Regions from separate parts of the Rattus norvegicus genome. Here region 2 is linked to region 1. The links are chromatin contacts, called in public Hi-C maps. All regions are on one chromosome and are shown on one strand. Each heading gives the region's core, a stretch centred on a gene start, on an enhancer-like site or on the middle of the called end of the contact. The rest is flanking DNA. Distances are from core to core; before and after follow the strand shown.

The links. Hi-C and Micro-C count contacts between places; a contact is called where the count stands out from the background.
Region 2: a Hi-C map of the Rat2 cell line shows a contact between it and region 1, with 12 times the contacts expected there. The contact joins two enhancer-like sites. A contact is called at or near these places in 6 of 12 Hi-C or Micro-C datasets (the A7r5 cell line, the Rat2 cell line, Schwann cells and 3 more).

What each region holds. Positions count from the first base shown.
Region 1 is chr19:72,113,088-72,120,337 of GRCr8, reverse strand. All of the region lies in intron 2 of Pard3 (par-3 family cell polarity regulator), which reads right to left. Among named protein-coding and RNA genes, the nearest start is that of Pard3, 140 kb to the right of the region's middle. Within about 2 kb of position 4,292, at least 6 of the 93 cell types and tissues checked have an H3K27ac peak or open chromatin away from gene starts, as enhancers often do.
Region 2 is chr19:73,392,743-73,399,992 of GRCr8, reverse strand. It overlaps Nrp1 (neuropilin 1), which reads right to left. Exons shown (of 18, transcript NM_145098.2): 13 at 6,235-6,294; 14 at 748-885. Among named protein-coding and RNA genes, the nearest start is that of Nrp1, 140 kb to the right of the region's middle. Within about 2 kb of position 2,497, at least 6 of the 93 cell types and tissues checked have an H3K27ac peak or open chromatin away from gene starts, as enhancers often do.

The DNA of each region.
Region 1 (7,250 bases), core at 3,043-5,542:
GGTCAATGGGGGAGGGCCCAGTCCTTTGTGGGTGATGCCACTCCTGGGCTGGTGGTCTTAGGTTGTAAAAGAAAGCAGGCTGAGCAAGCCAGGGGAAGGAAGCCAGTAAGCATCACCCTCCATGGCTTCTGCATCAGCTCCTGCCTCCAGTTTCCTGCCCTGCTTGGGTTTCTGTCCTGACTTCCTTTGGTGATGGACAGCGATGTGGAAGTATAAGGTGAATAAACTTTTTTTCCTGAACTGTGTTTTTGGCCATGCTGTTCCCTTACAGCAATACAAACCCTAAAGACGACACTGGGTTTGTATTACCTTGATCTTGGACTGCCAGCCATCAAAACCAAAAGAATGTTGTAGAGGGTGGTTGTGGAGCTAAGGTCCTGTTCCCCAATTGGTTTGTGATCAATCAATAAAGATGCCAGGAGCCAATTGCCGGGCTGAAAGAAAGAGGCAGGACTTCCAGGTCCCTGGAGACAGGCTAAGAGATGCAGGGGAGGAAGGGAGACTTTTGCCATGCTTTGGAGGGAGAAAAGGTCACCAGCCATGTGAGATCTCAGGCAGAGTGGCCACTGGCCACTTCTCCAGGTAACTAAGCTGAGGGCAGATTTAGGGTGTTGAGCTGGGACTAAAGGTAACTGAGCAACTGAAGCTGAGGGAAGATTAAGTGCTGAGCTAAGAATATTATTGGGAAGGGCACAATAGAGAATAGAAGTGTCTCTCAATTAGCTAATAAGGGAAGTTGAAAATAAGTGTGTGTGTGTATGTGTGTGTGCATGTGTGTGCGCACGCTCGCATTTCATCTGCGGATCCAAGGGAACCTGGGAAGAACTGGTAGCGTGGTCCGCAGGGTAGCAAACGCTACACACTACAGGACGTAGGCTTCTATTGCTGAAGCTACCCAGTTCCTGAAGGTTTGCTCTGATAGCTCTGCAAACTAACAGACTGTACACAAGCTCTGCCTGAGGTGAAGTCACTAACCCTAGGAGTATGTGAGGGACCTGAGTAGATACAGGTATGAGGTTCCTACTCTTGTCTTAATATATCCTGAGAAGCACTGGTACCCATGCTGGCCAGCCCAGCCAGGTAGAGCAGTCAGCCTTCTGAGTACACTTACTGTGCTACAGTCATACTCTACAGTCTCTGAACTTCCTCAGCTACCCTGGGAAACAGCATGAAGTCACACAGGACTCTGACTGAATGGTGACCTATGGAGAAGCTGAAGGGCATTGAAGTGCACACTCACCTGCACCTTAAACACAGGGTGCACAAGCCCCAGGCACCAGACACTTACTAGAGGGTTTGTTTATGCATCAATAGGAAAAACTTCAATGTGTTCATTCGTGTGGCAGTCACTGAAGAGCTGGTATAAAATAGATCAAGAGTTCATAAGCTCTCCCTCAAAGCTAGATGGCAGTCAAAAAACAAGGCGGGGAACGAGGGAGATGTCTCAGTGGTGAAATGTTTGGTACACAAGCAACAGAAGCCAAGTTCAAATCCCTGAAACCCACATAAAATGGGGTTCAGCAGTGCACACTGGTAACCACAGCACTGAGTCAGGGTGATCAGTGGTCTTAATAGCCAACCTGCTTCAAAAGCATAAGGCAAGGAATAATGAAAAGTATTTGACACCACCTGGTCTCCACATGTATATAAAGGACACACACACACATACACACACACACACACACACACACACACACACACGCACGCATACAAACACACACATATACACATGCATGCATACAAACACACACACACGCATGCATACAAACACACACATATATACACACACATGCACACAAACACACAAATATGCATACAAAAACACACATACACACACATATGCACACTCACATGCACACACATGCATACAAACACACACACGCACACAAACACACACATGCATACAAACACACACATGCATACACACACATACACATGCATACACACACATACACACAAACACACACATACACACACATACACACATATACACACATGCATACAAACACACACAAATACACACACACACACACACACACACACACACAAACATGGGGTTGGGGGGTGGGGAATCTGTAGAAGAATATCCACAGACAGATCAGGGTCAAACGCAAATGTCTTTGATAGACAGTGCTGATGGCTGACCCCAGTGACAGAGGTGGGGCTGCACCTTCATTCTAAGTCCACACAATTTCAACAGGTAAGATTTTTAAAAATTAGAAAACAGAGGCCCTCTCCCCAACCCCACGAAAGAGAGGAGGAATAGAATAAAAAACCATTTTGTAGACACAAGTCACAGGCATCTGCTAATGTTATGGGACTTGAATATTAGGTGCCTACATCCTTCAAATATGATTTTTTAATCCCCATGAAAAACCAAATGGCCCACAAAATTACTGAAAGAACAGGCTTTTTAAACCCTCCCCCAAAGGGGGCCGGGGTGCTAAATCCCTCCTTCACCACCCGCTCTCCCAGCCTTCTATGACTGCAGAGTTATGAGGTGAGGATGAAGGGCCTGACTGGGGAGGAATGCAAAGCCTCTGCCCAGATACCAGCTCTGTCCACCATGTGCCTTGGACATCTGTTTCAACAGCCATTTGTGATTTATTGCCTCTGACTCTCGTGTTAAACATTTTCAATATCTTTTAACAGTTTGATACAACCTGCTAAAGTAAATTTCAACCACAAGTCACTCATCCTCACCTGAGGAGGCAAAGGCTACACTAATACGATCTCTTTACAGCCCCGGCCAGAAAGAAGAAAGGAAGGCTTTCGTGCACATATGCAGAAATCTCGATCCAAAATCACCCTGGGGGAGTCCCCGCCATCTTACACAGCTGTGCACAGAAGGCGCACACAGGCGAAGGTCGGTAGGCACAGAACTGCAAATGACTCTGCTGCTCAGAGTCCACACAGTCCCAGAAAGATCTGTGTACCTCGGAGGTGGCGTATGCACCATACACACACGGGCCAGCTGAAACTGTCTGACTCCACTGCAGGGGTGCACTAAAGAGAGAGTACTCGCCAGTTGAACTGCTAGAGATCAAACACTCAAACTAGTTGTCTAAATTCTCTTTTTATGACTTGTTTGAAATCAGAGAGACGAGGGGGTGTAGGGTGGCTTGTTGTTAGAACACTTACCTATTAAGCACATGATCTTGAGTTCAATCCCCAGGAAAACACACACACACACACACACACACACACACACACAGAGGCATACTCGCGCGCGCGCGCACACACACACACACACACACAGGCACAGGCACACACACAGGCACACACACAGGCACACATACACAGGCACAGGCACACACACAGGCACACGCGCACACACACACACAGGCACACACAGGTACACACACACACACTCGCGCGCGCGTACACACACACCACATGCACAACCAAGACCCTAGGCTTGTAATAAGAGAGTTTACCATTATTTTGGGGGTGATCTGCTATTGTCTTGAGGTCAGCAGCATGCATGTATGTATGTATGTATGTATGTATGTATGTATATATTCACTCACTAAACCATATGGGCAGAGTAGGTTTCAACATAAAAAGTGTCTCAGCAGCCGCACATGTTTAGTTATACCCAACGTGTAATACAGTAACACTCAGGAGGAGCTGGGGACTGGTGTCGATGGCAGAGTGCTCAGCCAGCATGCAAAGGCCCTAGGGCCCATCATGAATATCACATAAACCGGATGTGGCAGGGCATACCTGAGAACCCAGCACTTGAGCGCTCAGGAGAGGATGTTGGAGATCATCCTCAGCTACTTAGGAAGTTCAAGGCCACTCTGGTCTATTCGAAACCCCGTCTCAACAAGCAGCACCAACAGTAAAAACACAACCAAAATAAGTAAATAAAACGTTAAAAAAAAAAAAAAAAAACAGAATTCACTGGCCTGCCCCTTACTGTAACCCCAAGAGTTTAGAAATTAAAACCATACACTGTAGACCTGAGCTTCCTCCGTATGAAATGGCCCTGCTCACCCTAAAAAAACAGGTTCTTTCTACCTCTACCACTGTACCGTGTCCCAGGGTGGGGAAATATAAGCCACACTCAGGGTGCTCTGAAAACACCCTGATTGGCCTGGCAAGCATTCACACGCAGGTTCCCAACCTCAAAGGCTCAGCCGACAGCTACGTCCGTCCACTTTGGGCACCCCAGTCTGAACTTGTCTCTTTTAAGGCTGTCCCGGGCAAAGCAGGCACACGGTGTACTTGCGGGAGTAGAGAGTTTAGACTTCCAGTCCTGGATGCACAACTTACCACCGCTAGGACCAACTCTGTGATCACCTTTCTAAATCTGCCACACTCTGCCGCCCTTTGACGGTGACCCAGCATTCCCTCTCTACACTGGGCACAAAGACACCACCACGCAGGACAAGAACAGTTAGGTGAGAGATCAGGGTAGGAGGCAAGACAATTAGGTGTGGGCACCCAGCAACACCAAGCTCAAGCCCACCTTGCCCCTGAGAAGAACAATGGCTGACTGCCTCGTATCCGTGGACAGTGAAGGGCCCGGCCCCACTCTCTCTTCCACTGCCTGCCTAAGACCCGGAACAGCACGCACACTGCTAGAACACAGACAATGAGTGCTGTTGCTCTGTATTCGCATAGCGGGAGCTGGGATTTGGTATGAAACAATCAGGCAATTACATTTAAGCACCAGCACGGGAGACCTAAAAATTCACGTGCGCTGTCAGTCAAGAAAAGAAACTCATCAGCTAAGCTCTCCTCTGCTGATGCTCGCTGGTCTGTCTCCTGGCAACACATCCTCTAAAGGCTCACCCCTGAATCTCAATCCCTAGGCTAAATGGGCAGCACGTCCCCCTCCAACAAAGAGCACACCACAGAACAAACAGAGGTGGGGGAAAGATTCCTGAATAGCTTAACACTGAAATGGGGGGGGGGGGGACATGGAGAGGGCGTGGGGGAGGAGGCGTGGGGGAGGCGTTGGGGGGGGAATGGGGGAGCGTAGGGGGGAAGCGTGGGGGAGGAGCAGGAGGGAGCTTGGGGAAAGAATGGGGGAGCATGGGGGAGTGTGGGGGAATAGGAGAGCGTGGGGGGAAAGCGTGGGGGGAGCGTGTGGAGAGCATGGGGGAGCGTGGGAGGGAATGGGGGAGCGTGGGGGGAACCGTGGGGGAGGAGCAGGGAGGAGCTTGGGGAAGGCGCCGGGGTGGATGGGGGAATGTGGGGGGGTGTGGGGGAGGAGTGGGGGATGTGTAGTGGGGGGAAGCAAAGTTCCCAGCTTCAGCTTCTGGGTCATTCACAAGTAGACAAGACCCAGAACTGTTGCCACTTTTGGAGACAAATCAAAAATGACCTATTAAAAAAATATTAATAATTTTAAAAGTGGGTTTTTGAAAATACCCATCAAAAGATGGCTTAGCAGTTAAGAACGCTTGCTGATCTTTGGTTTAGCTCACAACCATCCTAACTCCAGTTCTAGGGGACCTGAGTCCCTCTTCTGGCCTCCAAGGACATCAGGCATGCACACAGGTAGTACATACATATACATACCTGCAGGTAAACACTCATACACATAAAACATATATCTTAACAATAAGTAAAAAGGTAGTTACACCAACTGTAGAAACTGCCCCTTGCTTGTAGTTCTACAAAATGGAACTAGCAGCTGTAATTTAATTAAAGCGTTACCGACATGCCCACTAATTTAAATGTAAATAAGTTATAATTTTCATTATGATTTTGCTCCTCCTTCCTTTTTGAGACAGTAGCTCATGTAGGTCAGGCTGGCCTAAAAATCCCTATGAATGGAGAAGACCTGGGTGTCCAATCCTCCTTTCTGTATCAGCCCATGCTGAGGCTACAGGTAGATGCTACCGTGTTCAGTTAATAGTCAGTTATGTGTTCAGTTATGTAGTGCTGGAGACAGGGTCTGGGGCCAGCTGTCTGATACATAAGCACCAACGGGGTCCCACCCTCAGCCCACTCACCGGGATTTTTACAATACACTGGTTTTGTTTACATTGAGTAAGAGTCAGAAACAGAGCTCCAAAAGCCAAGAGCCGCTCCCAGGACAAAAAGGGGAAGGAACTACACAGTGAATGTACCAAGTCATAGCATGTCACCAGCGCAAAACAGCACAAACAACACACAGACACGCATATATACACAGATACACAGAAACACACACATACATACATATACACACATATACACACATACATACACATATACACAGACAGCACACACATATACACACAGACACACACATACACACACATACATACACACACATATATAGCATACACATAGACACACAGAGACCCATATATACACACACATACACACGCATACCCATACATATATACACAGATACAAACATACCACACATATACACATACATACATACATACATATACAGCACACACATACACATATACAGCACACACATATACATACACACACACATATACACACAGATACACATACATACACATATACACAGAGACATACACATATACACACATATACACAGACATACACATATACACGCACATATGCACATACAGACACACATACACATATACACAGATATACACACACAGACATACACATATACACACACATATACACACACAGACATATACATATACACAGATATACACAGACATACACATATACACAGATATACACACACAGACATACACATATACACACACATATACACACAGACATACACATATACACACACAGACATACACATATACACAGATATACAGTGCGCCTGTGCGCGCGCGCGCACACACACACATACACACACACACACACACACACACACACACACACACACACACACCCTAAATAACACAGGAGATGAGGTATCTAACTTAGAGCCCAGGGTTTAAAACTCTTGAGTGGCAGGCAGTCCCTCCCTGTCTCCAGTCTCAGTCAGTAGCCAAAGCCCAGGACCTCTGTTTATCAACAAGGAACTGTTAAGGAACAACAGTGTGCTCTAAATCATGGGACTACATGGAGAAGACGAGGCATAGGGAGCCCTAGGAACAACCTCAGAGCAGCAACTAAAACAGGAGAGTGGGGGTTGTAAGAAATGGCCCACTAATTACTAAGAACTGTTAGTAACGAAGTCTGTACTTATCCGCTAATTACTAAGACTGTTGGGCAGAGTTGGTCTCCATTCGCTGCTACAGAAACACGTCCAAGACACACCAGAGAACAGTGGTATAGCAAGAAGATATTTGCAGGTCATTGTG
Region 2 (7,250 bases), core at 1,248-3,747, 1.3 Mb before region 1:
TGGTAAGGAACACACTGAATTAGCTGTCTGCACTCATTCCTGTCCCAGTAGTTCCTTGTAGGAGGAAAGTATGGGTAGAGAGCTGGGAAAATAGGCTAGGTTGAGATAGGTCTCCTATAACACATCGTTCTCCCTTTACATCAGGGGAACAGAGAAGAAGCACCACCAAGATGATGTACTGTGCCTGGTGATCCATTGGTGCAGAGTCTAGGATGGGGACATCACTGATGAAGCATTACAGAGTGCCCACCATGCAGTTATTCCTTTCCTGGGACAGGGCCTCACATAACCCATGCTGGTCTGGAACGCAGTGTGTAGCCAAGGTAAACTTGAACTTCTGATCCTCCTGTTTGCCCCTTCTGAGTGCCTAGATTGCCAGCACGTATCATGTCTGGTTTTAAGTTATTTTATTCCCTTCTACTGAAAATGGTTCAAGTTGTCCTTGGTAAAGGTTTGGAAAAACTATAATGAGTTTGAGTTCACTGAATATATCTAATGTCGACCTGACGTCGCTCCCCCATCCTTGCTCACTTGCTCTTTAGGAAGGCCAACCCATAGCCAAATGCAATCAGAATTCTTCTTCTTGCCCCTAGCCTCTTTCCAGTAAGGAATGCATGCTTGACAATTCTAGAAAAGAGAAAACATGAGCGAATGCTTCTAGTGTTTCTCATCATCCGTAAAGTTACAGGTGTCAGGAACCTTCCCACTAAAGATGTACCAAACACGGAGCCATGACGGCGCTCTCACCTGTGTGGTCCTGAATGGGCCCCGTCTTGCTGGTCAGCACCCTCCACCTGAGCTGCGCGTGGCTGTCATGTTCCCAGTGGCAGAATGTCTTGTGAGAGCCCCAGCCAAACTCGCAGTTAAAACCGTATGTCGGGAACTCTTCAGTGGGGAAGGGCAGACAGACATAAGGGAAGAATTAACCACCAGGATCAGGAAGGCCATTAATAATCAGGGCATCGTTTTTTTTTAAAAATTCCATATTTGTTCTAAAGCTATGGGAAATCCACCAAATCCAGGATTACCAAGAAACTAACAGTTGCATGAACACGCCGAAATGTTTGCAAAGTCACATTTAGCTTTATCATTCTTTTTCTTGTCCATCTTTAAAAAGATTATGGGTGGCCCACCAAATTGGGTTTATGTAAGATTTCCAGGAAGACTACTTTCTAAGGTACTCGTGTACAACACATCAGTGGTACTTTCCCGAGTTGCACAATAGTCGATACAAAAAATACTATTATTGAAGACGAACCATAAAAATTGATAAGCATCGATGATAGGAATCTTATTAGAGATTAGCCACAAGTGTCTGACGCTGGGATGTGAGTTGGCAGGAAGCCTGCCCCTGAGTTTCACTTCTCATCACGCCAGCTGATGGCCCACGCCTTTTGTCAGGAAAGAATGACTGGACCGTTTTGCTGAGATTATTTTCTTTCTTCTGTGCTTTCCATCAGGTCAATTCATTTCAGAATAAGCCTGTTCATTTTTATTTATTTATTTTATGGTGAATTTCTGCATATAAATTGTTCACCCCACTTAAAACCTCAATGTGAGGTCACATAAAGCCCAAATTCATTTAAACATTGACTCTTCAGAAATGCTTTTTAAAATCTTCCAAATGTTTCCTTTGGAGGTTGAAAGCATAAATGGGTTTGCAGGAAGGCATTTGACCTTACTGATCCTTAACCCCAAAACCTTTCATTTACTCAACTCAGTTCTTTGAAAGGGTCTTGAGTTTAGAAGTATTAAAAAAAAAATCGATGATAGGGTTTTGTTTGGGAAGGAGTCAGCAGAGGCTAAAAATCCTAAAGATGAGATCTTTGTCCAGTCCCCAGGCAGAGCAAGCCTGAAATTAGTCATCCACAAGATGGCAGTATTGAGTTGAATAGAGCCACATCATGGGTGTCTGTCCAACTGGAGTCTGGAAAGACTTGCAAAAATAAAGGAAAGCCTGCTATTATGGGCTGTCTTAGGGTCAGGCAGAGACCACGTCTTTGAGCATTTCTTTAACTTGCCCAAGTGTTTAATACAAAGTCCTTCAATCGCTCTTCCAGTTCTTTCCAGTGCCCCTTACCCTCCTCACTGAACAATGGCGTGAGGGGTTTTAATAGGAAGATTTATTAAATGGATAAGGATGCTTTACTTTGCACATTTTGGTTTCCAAGGAATTCTTTTCAAGTTCTGGTATCAGATTTTGGAAGGAACTCACTATATGAATAATCAGAAGAAAGTGGGAGGGATGTAAGTCCTTATAATCAGGAGGTAATGTGACCTCTCAAAGGGTGGGCAGAGTTGGTTCCAAACGAGAAGTTGGTCACACGATGTGAGCATTTGCACCTAGTCAGCTAGTGCAAAAGGGCAGCCAGAGTGTCAACGGAGAGGGAGTTTTCATGTGTAAGATATTGAAGCACGAAGTGGAACTTCATAAGGCTCAAAAATCTCTCTTGAAGTTACCGCCCTTGGGCAGCAAAGCTGACTTCCACAGAGGCACGGTCAACATCCTTGTCCTGGAATGTACTGTTGTGTAACCTCGTGGTAGGAAATGTTGATGTGAAAGTGTGAGGTTTTGACTTTTTGTTTTTTCTTTAGTCTGCTTTGTAAGATATGCAAGAGGGCAGAAAAGCTTCACAAGTGGTTTCATCTACTTTGCTAACACATAGAATTTGCTCTCTGGTCCAGAAAACCACACTGTGCACTATGTTGGCTAACATTCTGATGACATCGTAAAGCATATGAATTTGGCATTTTAGAAAAGGCCAAGATGTGGAGAAAGACGTTCCTTACATTTTCCTTCTTCTCAGTAAATAGTGGTTCAGCTTTATCTTCCAGTGACCTGGCCAGCCCTAAAATTTAACTGAGGAATCCACCTTACATGGTATTGAACCCTCCTTGTCTACTTGTCTTGTTTTAATAACTTACAGCTATCTTATTTATTAAAGAAGAAAAAGAAATCAGAGGGGCTGGGATCTAGGTTGTGGAGCTCAGTGATGACAATTGTATCAGCAGACATTTGTAGAGGGAAAAACAAACAGTCAAAAACAAAAACCAAAAAAACTTCATATGGATCACGAAGAAGAAAATGGAGAAAGAAGAGAAGAGATATGAAGATGCAGGGACCCTGATGGCTAAGCTTTTAAATTATTACCCAGGCCCTGGAGTTGTGCACAGTTCTCATTAAATTCAATAGTAATAATTGGACTAAATCCCTTCTTAAAAATAGCAGGAAACAATATTCTGAGCTTAAAACAAATTTATGGCTTCTGTGAGCAAATGCCAGCTGCACTACTGAAAGGATCTTGCCTGCAGTTGGGTCATTAAGCACAGGATGTAAGCAAAGATTTAATTTTCTAGTCAAGGTTCCTATCTAGCATGATCACTGCTTGGTTATCAGCTGGTCTTAAAGTCCAAGCAAGTGGTACGGAAGCCCACACAATCATAAGTCACCAAAATACTGTGAGCTGCTGTGGGGATGTGGAAAGACCCTCAGAGGGTGAAAGTCCTTTGCAACGAGAAATGCATTAAACAGGGAAGTCTATCCAAGCATGAATAGCCTTTTATGTCTCTAATGACAACCTAGGTAGTATATGGATATTGTATCTGTGCTGAGTGTATTATATTGATCAGAATCTTCAAGATGAATCTCTCTCTGTCTGTCTCTGTCTCTGTGTGTGTGTGTGTGTGTGTGTGTGTGTGTGTGTGTGTGGACATGTTCATGCATGGGTATGTGTCTATATGTATGTCAGAGGTAAATTTCAGATGTTGTTCTTCAGGCACCATCCTGTTTTGTAATCGGCTCTCACTGGGGCCTGGAACTTGCCGGGTAGGCTAGGCCTGCTAGTCAGTGAGCCACTGGGATCTGCCTGTCTCCACCTCCATGCATACTCCACACACCCTGTTTCTGTGTGGATTCTGATGATTGAACTCAGGTCCCCAAGCTTGCACAGCAGGGGTAAGTGCTTACATATACTCACTGAGATACCCACTCGGCCCTTAAAACAGAATCTTAAGATTCTGCTTCGTTTGCAACTGCTCATGAAAACAGAATCTTGATGAAGGAGTAGGGTCTGTCTGTGGCCACCTGTGAAGTGTGGGAGGCCTCACCTTGAGCTAGACCTGTCTGGAAGCACATTACCTCCCTGTGAGGCCCATGCAGTGACCTAACCAGAAGGTTACAGCGAACATATAGCTTTTAAAGGTCACACAGTGCATGACCCTCCAGTGAGGAGGTGAGGACCAGATTTATAACTCAGACAATGGAATAAACAGGAAACCATATAGACATTGTCTATCTCTATGACCAGGCAGGCTGTTTGAACCAGTCTTGTCTAGATGGTGGTAGCAACAAATCTTACTGATTCATGCTCTGTGTACACCTGCCCTCTGACTTCGGCAGACCCTGAGATTGGGCTGACAGCCCCTTGTTTATAAGACCTTCACAAGCGTGACCTAGAGGTCCTGTCAAACGTGTTATCGAAACCTCTACCGGTGTGGTCGCCAATGCCTTCATTTACACTCTTTTTGAAGAGCGCTATCTCGTTTAATAGGGGAGAAGAGAGGTGGATGAAGCAGGTGAGCTCACTATTTCAGGGTGCTTCTAATCCTTTCTAGCAAGAGAGGAAACTAGATGAGCAGCTAAAGTGCATAGGGCGCCATCACAACCTCATATATTCACTCGTCCTCTTCCTGATAGAGGGCCAAAGACAGTGTATTGAGAGCCATAGTTCCACAGCCTCAACCCTACAGAGAAACCCTACTTGGGACATGTAGACCAGGGCTTTCATCCTGGTAACAGACAGGTAAGAGTAAAATATTTGCGAACAGACACTGTGCCTTTTCCTTTGTCATCAGACTATTAAAGCAACATTGGAATTTCCTTGTGAATCTCATTCTGGGAGGAGGAAGGCTGCAGGCTGGGCCAGCCAGAGGGAGAACTTGGTCTCTGGGAAGACTTCACACAGGCTGACGGCATGCCTCTTGCCCTCCATTTAAACACACAACCCACGTCTGAATCTCTGAGATGGAGTTGAGGGTCAGGTCACTGGACCTCTTCCCAATGTGAATAAATCGTCTTTCTCTGCTTGTCACTATTACTTGTTTGTTTGAATGACCTGTTGAGGATAGGTGGCCAAACCTAGCTTATTGTGGCTGCTAGGGCCTGGGTTCAGAGCCTAGCAACATCTTAGGCTAGAGCCCCAAAGTCAAATTACAACAGGTCTGAGCAGGAACACAGCACTTGGTGGATTGAGGTGACTGAGGGGTTTGGGGCTATGTGGGAACAAGCATTTTGTCAGCTGAACTCCTGAAAACTGGGAGAAAGTTCTGCAGAAGTTTGCTTTGCAGTTTAATCGGGTCAATGGTGACGGTGGCCTTTAAGGAAGCATGCTAATTAGGGAAGTCCTTTCTAGTCCTCTGTGAGGCAGTCAGTGTGGAGGAAACACTGACACACACACACCACACGGTCCATTAATAAATGACTGCAGAGGCCAAGGCTGAGTGAACTTCAATAAAGGAAATGAAAGTATCTGGGAAGCTGACCCTCTCACCTTCCACTAATGATTAACTCCAAAGTATTTAAAAAAAATCCCTCTGGTTGCTTATACAACTGCTTCCCTTCATGTGAGTCTGTAGGGAAGAATGTCACAGAATACGAACAGAAAACAAAGGAGGGCAGCCTTTGATAACCCGCACCACTGGGCGTACAGAGTCCTTGGGTTTTCCTCTGAGCGAGAGGATAAGGGGGATGCTCCCAGGGTGTTTCTCTGCCCAGGCACAGTGTAAACCTTGGTTTCCTGAGCCAGTCTTGTGGCACACCCTCTGTAAGTGCTGTTGTAAAACTGCCAACTCTGTGGCAGGCACAACAGACAAACTTTGCGCTTCTTGATTCTGCAGAATGGTGATGAAAATAAATAGTTAGGCTGTGGCTTGTGAGATTTCCTTCTTCTAGTTTGCAAACACAGGCCACATCAGAGCTGTGCTGCAATTAAACAAAGTATGTCTCTCAATTCCCTGGGGGAGGGGGGTAGCTGGGACTTGTCATTCAGCAGTGACTGATGAGGAAGGGAACCTTGTTCACTGGGGCTTACCGGGGACCAAAAGCATGTGGCTTTTATAGCCTTGCTGTTCTCCTAGGCCTTTAGAGCAATGGAAGCCAGAAACCTCAGTGTGATGCTATTTTGGGAGTGGGATTGGAAGGGGTGTATGGAATATAGACACTTTAGGTTTTCATACCTGATTGGATGGTGCTGTCTATAATGGTTGGCTTCTCTGTGGCCAGGACAGTGGTGCCTCCTGAAAAATAAGAGTAGCATCATACCAAAGTAAGAAAACAAAGGTAGCATGCAATAATGTTACAAGCTCACATCTTTACACATTCCCCACAGAAAATTCTTACTTTAGTTCCTGCCAGGACCAATCACATTTGACTGATTCTTGGTCTACCACAATATCTAATTCAAACAACATTACCGTAAGATTGCTTTGTTTTCATTTTATGTATGTTTTGTGCATGTTTACCTGTGTGTGCAGATTCACATTAAGTGTGCAGGGGCATGCTCATGCAGATGCCAGAAGATAATCTAAGGTGTCGTGTCAGAAATATCACTTAGATCCTTTGAAACAGGACTACACAAGTAGGCCAGATTGTTGGCTAGTGAGTCCCGGGGACCCCAGCTATAAGCTTGTTGCTACTATGCTGTGTGTGTGTGTGTGTGTGTGTGTGTGTGTGTGTGTGTGTGTGTGTGTGTGTGTATTCTAGGAGTTGACTTCAGGTCCTTAGGCTTGAAAGGGAGCCCCATATCAATTGATCTATAGTCTCAACTCTAACAGCATTAAATGAAAAGACATTTGCTTACAACTTTTTTAAATGAACAAATAAATATTGTCTCTATGATACACAATCACTCTCTCTTTCTCGCTCTCTCTCTCCCCCTCTCTGTCTCTGTCTCTGTCTCTCTCTCTCTCTCTCTCACACACACACACACACAAACGCACGCGCGCGCGCTAAATTGCACTAATTAGCAAATGCATTACCCTACACCCCACTTTTTAATGGTTGTGGTAGTGAAAACTCTTGTAGCAATTTTCAAGTATGCCATACATCCTGGCATGTTTTATCATAAAGCATCCAGAAGGCATGAGGAGTCATGGACTTTATTCTAAGGCTAAATACAGCGTTCTGTTTCAAGAGTGAAAGACCAGGTCTATACCCTTCTCACTGACTTAAGTATTAAACTTGACCTACACCT